Regions from separate parts of the Sus scrofa genome. Here region 2 is linked to region 1. A link is a contact called in public Hi-C data. All regions are on one chromosome and are shown on one strand. Each heading gives the region's core, a stretch centred on a gene start, on an enhancer-like site or on the middle of the called end of the contact. The rest is flanking DNA. Distances are from core to core; before and after follow the strand shown.

The links. A called contact is a pair of places that touch in the nucleus more often than the background predicts.
Region 2: a contact with region 1 is called in a Hi-C map of retroperitoneal adipose tissue, with 1.6 times the contacts expected there. The contact joins two enhancer-like sites. A contact is called at or near these places in 1 of 5 promoter capture datasets (liver), 13 of 47 Hi-C or Micro-C datasets (alveolar macrophages, blood, embryonic fibroblasts and 6 more) and 2 of 2 datasets of contacts at active chromatin or transcription factors (alveolar macrophages and skeletal muscle).

What each region holds. Positions count from the first base shown.
Region 1 is chr10:14,379,325-14,382,651 of Sscrofa11.1, forward strand. All of the region lies in intron 3 of ITPKB (inositol-trisphosphate 3-kinase B), which reads right to left. Among named protein-coding and RNA genes, the nearest start is that of STUM, 86 kb to the left of the region's middle. Within about 2 kb of position 1,842, at least 38 of the 83 cell types and tissues checked have an H3K27ac peak or open chromatin away from gene starts, as enhancers often do. A contact at or near this core is called in alveolar macrophages, epiblast stem cells, retroperitoneal adipose tissue and 1 more, where this site is marked.
Region 2 is chr10:14,430,665-14,434,538 of Sscrofa11.1, forward strand. All of the region lies in intron 3 of ITPKB (inositol-trisphosphate 3-kinase B), which reads right to left. Among named protein-coding and RNA genes, the nearest start is that of ITPKB, 37 kb to the right of the region's middle. Within about 2 kb of position 1,572, at least 69 of the 83 cell types and tissues checked have an H3K27ac peak or open chromatin away from gene starts, as enhancers often do. A contact at or near this core is called in alveolar macrophages, epiblast stem cells, retroperitoneal adipose tissue and 1 more, where this site is marked.

The DNA of each region.
Region 1 (3,327 bases), core at 592-3,091:
GGCCCCCAGGAGCAGAGGGAAAGGGGAGGGCAGCAGGCGATTACAGAGAACTGGTTTTCTTATGAGGCCCAGGAGACTGCCGCACCCCTGCAGGAGCACCTCCTGCGGCAGAAGCCGCTTTCCAGGCGGTGGGTTCCAGCCTCTCTCCAAGCCCCTCGGCAGAGGAAGCCACAGTCCTCAGAAATGGATGCCAGGCCTCTCCCCCAACCTACGCCAGGCGACCGAGGCAAGAAAGGAGGGCAGCCTGATCACCCGGAAGATGGCTCACTCAGGGCTCCGGCCTCACCTCTTCTCTCCTGGGAGGTTCCCAATGACCTAGTCATGTCTCTGACAGCAGCCACAGCCCCGGATCTCTGGCTTCTCAAGCCCAGCTTTGTCAAACGCACAGGCACAGCCCTCAAGTGCCTTGAATGTGGCAGGGCCCGGCCACCCGGTCCCTCCCTCGGGCAGCGCGGGCTGCCTACTGACCTCACAGGCCCATTCTTTCATTGCCTCCCAATCAGCAGGGCATCTGTACACGCTTTGCTGACCCTTCCTGGAACGCCCCCAAGATGCCACCCCTGACGGCCTCCCCAGCACCGGCCTGGTGTCTGCATTCTCATCACTGCTGGGGTCTCACTGTGGGACAGGAGCTGGACCAGGTGCTCTACGGCCTCCTTCCTCATCTTCAAACAACCTGATAGGTAGGAGTATTCCCTCTGCAAGATGAAGACTCTCACATGTTGAGCTGCTTCCCCGAAGTTGTGTCATGCTCCTCCCCACCAGCAGGTGCCAGCGTCTAGGGGAACCTCAAACCCATTCACCAACTGCCATGCCTATCAACAAGCAGGGCCCCTTCCAGCCTGGAGCACGCTGGGCGGGGTGACAGGGACAGCAGATTGGGCAGGAAGGACAAGGATTTCTTCTAGGAATTACCATCGGGGCTCAGTGGTGATGAACTTAAGATCCATGAAGATGCGGGTTCGATCCCTGGCCTTACTCAGTGGGTTAAGGATGCAGTGTCGCTGGGGCTGTGGTATAGGTGGGCAGCTGCAGCTCCAATTTGACCCCTAGCCTGGGAACTTTCATCTGCCCTAAAAATACAAAAAAAAAAAAAAAAAAAAAAAAAAGATTTCTTCTAGGTAGTTCCCCTGCTAGGCTCACAGGCCACTCTGCTTGGGGGCGGGGGGTGGGTGTCTTCTGGCTGCTTCTTTAGCAGAGGGTTCCAGAGCATTCATGAGATGCTCCCGCAGCCAGCCACCCAAGCCCCAGGTATGTCTCATTCCAGGGCTGGGCAGGTGCCACTCGCAGCTTGGCTGGGGCCCCAAGGATCTCCCATGAGTCAGATCAGACCAGCTCAACGCTCCCAGACCATGGTTGGAATTCTGCACTTGGGATGTACTTGGGAGCCCTTCAGGGGAAAGGAACGCCCCTCCAGAGCTGATGACCTATGGAGCAGGGCAGGGACCCCAGGGTGGGCTGGAGACATCCAGCTTTCACCTTGATCCTGTGCTGGGGTAGGCTGACCACTGCCCAGAAGTGAGGTTTCTCCAGCAACGCCTCGGCTGACGGCTGATGACTGCCCTGCTGGCCTAAACACACACTAGTTCTGCTTGCGCTGTTTTCTACCTGAGAGCAGGGCCGGGCCTTCCGCTGGCGTTTGTTACAGCTCTGACCTTGCTCTGTAGAAGATGGGGGTCTTGTCATCCACACTGGCTGCGCAGGAAAAGGCTGGACCCTCATCCACTAGGAGAAGTTTAGAAGGATCAGAAAACAGCCAGAGCTGGCGGGTGGGGGTTGGCCCTTTAAGACTCAGCGTGGCTGGAGGTGCCTGGTGCCCTGAGGCTGGTCTGGGCAGGTACCTCCCTTTGTACCTGACTTGACAGGAGCAAAAATATTCAGAGAATGTGGAGAGAGATTTGTAGTAGGAGAAAACAAAACAAAACTAGCAGCAAATAAATCCCAACCCTCTTGAGGTGACAGAAAGCCCCAGGAAAGGGACTTTCAGAACCTGGCAAACACCAGCTGAGCCTCTCCAGCCACAGGCAGCCAGTCTCCCCGGCGGCTCAGACTTCACGGGCCGGTACAGCCTGCGGGGTGACCGGCGCCTTTGTGAGGCTCAGGCCCTCACACAACCCAGCTCCCTTTTTCCTCCCCTTCTCTGCCCAACTTTTGGCCTCACAGCAGAGGGGATCCTGCTCCCCAGAGGCCAGCAGCAACGTAGGGCGACCCTCCCCTCGGCAGGTGGCATCTTGGCAGCGTGGGGCAGCCCTGGCGAGGAGCGCAGCCGTTCACCCCCCTGGCCTGGGCTCCGAGTCACCCTTGGGAGCCCAGCGTGGAAACGATCCCTTGGCCAGCGGGGCTGCCGGGCCCGGGCTGGGCCCAAGAGAGGAAGTCTCCAATGTTCTGTGTTTATCTAAACCAGACTCCAAGCCTCCCTGTGATGCTAATGGCTCCTGGGTAAACGCCACCCTCCTGCTGGCTCAGCCAGTCATTGGTCTGACAGTATTCAGGCTGCAGGGAACACAGCCTTAGACAAATAAGGGGCTAAGTGGGATGATCTCAGAGCCAGGCCTTTGTCTCCCATCAAACAGGCAGAAAGGACTGGCGGAGATGATGACGAAGACGAGGAGGAGGAAGGTGGGGAAGCAGAGACCAGCGCCAAGGCTGGGGGATAAGAAGGCCTCTAGCCACTGCACTCACGGGTCGCTTTAACTACCGTCAGGATCGGCTGCATGATACACCGGGCTCAGTGCAAAATAAAAATGTGCACCTCTTGCTCCAAACTCGGTTAAGAGCACTGGGGTGAGGTCGCAAAGCGCGCACCCCTCGCTGACTAAGCGGTTCTCCCACCCAGGAAGCTGGCCTTGCCCCCTGGCGTAGAAAACAGCTCCACTGTTTGGTGGTGGCAGGTGACCCTGGGCCGGCAGGGCTCTGTGGGTCCTGACCTGCTCCCTCTCCGCTGATGACCACAGGCTTGAGGCCTCAGGGGCCTGGGGCTCTCCTTGGGGGGCTTTACAGCAACAGCAGCCCTAAAAGTACAGGAGGGGCTGTGACGGTCACCCTCAGGCAAAGGGCGGAGGGGCACCGCCAGCTTCCCCACAGGAGGGCCAGCTGCCCAGGGCCAGCACCTTCTCCTCCACTCAGCCCACCATGCCCTGTGGGGTCTGCTTCCTGTCTTCTTTATAGCCCCCACCTGCCCCTCCAAAACAATGTTGTGTTTCTCCATGTAATTTGGGGTGGGCGGAGGAAGAAAGGGTAGTGCTGGGGGAACAGCTGCTCCTTTGCTGGGGGACAGCCTCAGACCCTGTAGGATGGTCAGCAGGCCCCTTCCCCATCCACCCCGGG
Region 2 (3,874 bases), core at 322-2,821, 51 kb after region 1:
CTGAAGGCTCTAGGATCTTCCAGCAGCAGCCTTACTGAAAAATTTGACTTTCCCAGTTTTCTCTGAGGACCTCATATCCACACAGATGTATGGTGACCTGCTCAGGAAAGTGTCAGCATGGCAGGGAGTGGGAGAAGGGGGGAGTCTTTCCACTGGTGAGCGGGCCTGAAGAGAGCACACTGAGGGGGCAGGCACTAACGCCCCTGGGTGTGATGCCAAGGAAGACTCCTTTGTCCTGAACCGAATCCTTCTCCCTGACCTCTCAGCATCAGGGCCATAAACACCCCCCCAATTCCCCAGAACAACCAGTACCAAATAGCCATTTCCTGCTCACCAAATGCTCCCTTATCAGACATCTTCCTCCCCCTTCCTCCTCGAACACCCATGCACACAAACACACACAGAGGGTCAGAAAAGGCAGGAAACGCTTGCCTAAGACCAGAGAAAATACCAGAGAACGGAAAGAGACAAGAAAACAGCACCAGATATTTGCTGAGCAGGGCAACCCTTTCCAACCTGAGGCTTCCCCTCCTCCCCTATCGCATGATGGAGAGGTGCCGAGAAAGAAATACCTTCTGCCAGGCAGCCTAAGCTCTTCCTAGGACCTCACTGTACCTCTGTTTAAAAGGCAGGAAACAAAAAATAAATATAAAAAAACTAAAATAAAAAAATCAAAAGGCAGAAAACAACGGCATTATGCCTGGAGAGAGAGGAGCTGAGGGACTACACTTGCACAGTTAAGAGTATAGACGTCATTTATGCTGCAGGCGGGGCCCTAAAAGGACAAAAGACCCCCAAAAAAAAAAAAAAGAAGTATAGACGTAATTCAAATCATTTGCCTATAAAAAAACCCCATGGAACAACTCCTGGGCAGCTGGTAATGCAGATCCATGAACACGGCCCCTTCCCACTTCATCAGCCCAGACCTCTCTAAGACTAGAGTGGAGTAAGAACGGAAAACCTGGAGCCAGGGAAACCCAGGGTCCCGTGCTAAGAACCAGAAAGCAAATTTAAGGACAGTCCATCATCAGAAGCAACAGCCATTGCACTGAAATAGCCATTTCTTTAGCCCCTAGTGTTTTTGGGTACTTATCTATATAACTGTTCCTTGCTCAGCTCCTTCCAATCTCAAAAAACTAGGCATTGGAAGAATTTCTAATTGAACATTTTTCTCCCTCCAGTAGATAATCGACATTCACCCCGTCCAGGAAAAATCTAAGCTGGGTAACTGCAGGAGGTGGTTTATTTTCACAACAGTAAAATATCTAAACCAAAATGTGCCCTGGGTTTCAGCAGCTTAAACACTGAGGTCTAACGAGGACCCGAGATTCCACTTCGCCTGCCAAGGGCTAAGTGTGTATGTTTAAGTAGGAGAAAGTGATTATGAAGAAAATGGGAACGTCTGAGTAGGTGAAGGGGAAAACGGTGCAAATATGGCTAGAAAAAGGAGACCGGCCCTAAAGTCCTATCGCCCAAGCGTGAGAAAAAGCGAGGGCTAGCACCCCTGGGTGTGAAGGCCTGAGCTTCCCGTGAAACCAGCGAAGCCTGCACGGGGCCCCCAGGGGACCCGGCCTGACATCATTTCTCACTCGAGCTGTTTACACTTAACCAACGGGGCGGCGGGCTTTCCGCCCTCCGCTCCCGCCCGGGGCGCCGCGCCGGGGAAGTCAGAGGAGAGCCGGCTCTCGGAAGAGCTCGGCCGCCCCGCCGTTTCTCGGGGTACCGGGTCCCAACCCCGCGGCGCGGACGCCCCCCGCGCGCCCCGCCCCACGCCCCACGCCCACGCCCACGCCCCACGCCCCACGCCCCACGCCCACGCGCGGAAGCCCGCGGCCAGGGATGGGACGCCGCCTCCCGGCATGCTCGGCGGCGGGGCGCGCGCCCGCGGCGATCACGTGACCGGGAGGGGCGGGCCCGCGGCGACTAGGTTGAGGGGGTTGGGGATGCTCTCTGCCTTTGCTTAGTACCAAGGAGGAAGGAAAGATCCGGGGGCGCCGTTGCACCCCATTTTGGAGGAATCCCAGCGCCACTCCTTGCCAGCTCCATGACCTTAGGAGAATCTATCAAAGTCTCGGTTTCCGCATTTGTAAAATGGGTAGTGTAGCTCTTCTGGAGGAATTTTGTGAGAACCGAAAGAGAACGTGTGGATCTGCTGACCTAATTTATTGAATTAGCAACAGTTTGTAATCGGTTTTTAGGGCACGGCAGAAACACTTTTCTGAAGTGCTTGTACCGTTAATATTTATGCTACTGGTTCGTTGAGCAGCCCCTGTTTTTCATAGCGCCAAGTATACTGCATTCCGCATAGACTGAATTATCAGCTCTTCTGTCTTCCCCCGCCCCTCTGACACCCCTCCCCCCCGCCAACAACAACAACTTTTGGTCTCCCCATTAGTTAACTTTGTGCAAGGGCTGATAGCCAACGACACCCCACATGCAGAAACAATCAAAATCCTTCAGTTCTACAGAAAACATGTGCCCAACTCCACAGACAGCTTGTGAAGGATCTCTGAGCATTCTGCAACCCAAACCGGCAGACATACGCTTGTATTTCCCTAGACCTCAAGCACTAAGAGGGTTAGGCTCTGATCCTATTTGTTCAGAGCCCAGAGAACTTTGGATAATTCTTAGCCTGAATTCAATATGCTCTGGAGTATGAAAAGCAGACACTGCTAAATTAAGCGTTTAGAGTAGAATAAACACTAAGTACCAGCAGTTCAGAAGAATCTTTTTAGCATGTCTTAGAACATGTTACAAATTACTATTACATTTTTTTTTTTTTTTTTTGCTTTTTTTTATGGCCGCACCCGCACGGGAGGCCTATGGAAGTTCCCAGGCTAGGGGTCCAACCGGAGCTGCTGCTGCTGGCCTACCTCACAGACAGCCATGTGGAATCCAAGCTGCGTCTGCGACCTACACCACAGCTCATGGCAACACTGGATCCTTAACCCACTGAGTGAGGCCAGGGATAGAACCTGCATCCTCATGGATACTAGTCGGATTCATTTCCTCTGCGCCACAATGGGAAATCCCTATTATTAAATTAGATCCCCGATGTCATTGTGCATGACCAAAAAGTAATAAAACAACTTATCTTTTTAAAAAATGTTACATAATTTAGGCTAGCCACCCCATCCCGCCTCCCAATAGCCAGCATAACTGGTCCAAGGTGTGAGAATTTCCTGTGTCAGTCTTGTGCGTGCTGATGAAAATGTATGAGACTGGAGAAACACCGGTCTAGGTTCTTTCCTGAGTCGTTAGAAAGAAGTGCATTGAGCAGGCAACAATGAAGAGTGTCTTTCTGGGAGATTTACCAGGGAATGCAACATTTTCTCACTCTGGAGAAACAAACAGAAGAACCTTGACAAAAGCATTGGAGATAAAAATGACATGGGGAAAGAAAGTTTACAGTGGCTTGAAACAAAGCAGTGCATCGTTTTGGCAACTTTACAGCCAGGCGTTTTTCAGGGATCACTGGCTACTTAAACAGTAAGTGATGGACGTTCAACAATGCAATGCCCAGTCAGGAAGATGCTTTTGCCTCTGCAGCCGATACAGGAAAACCTGTGACTTTGCACAGCTTCATTTGAAGTTTTGAGCTGGGATGAGTTGTAGGCTCCTTTACTTAGAACTGGGAAAGAGAACTACTGGCAAAATCGTGGGGGTTTTGTTTTTGTTTTTGTTTCGATTTTTAGGGCTGCGGGTGCAGCATATGGAAGTTCCCAGATTAGGAGTCGAATTGGACCTGCAGATGCCAGCCTACACCACAGCAACTCAGAATCCAAGCCGAATCTGCGACTTACACCACAGCTCATGGCAACTCAGGATCCTTAACCCACTGAGCGGGGCCAGAGATCAAACCTGAATCCTCCTG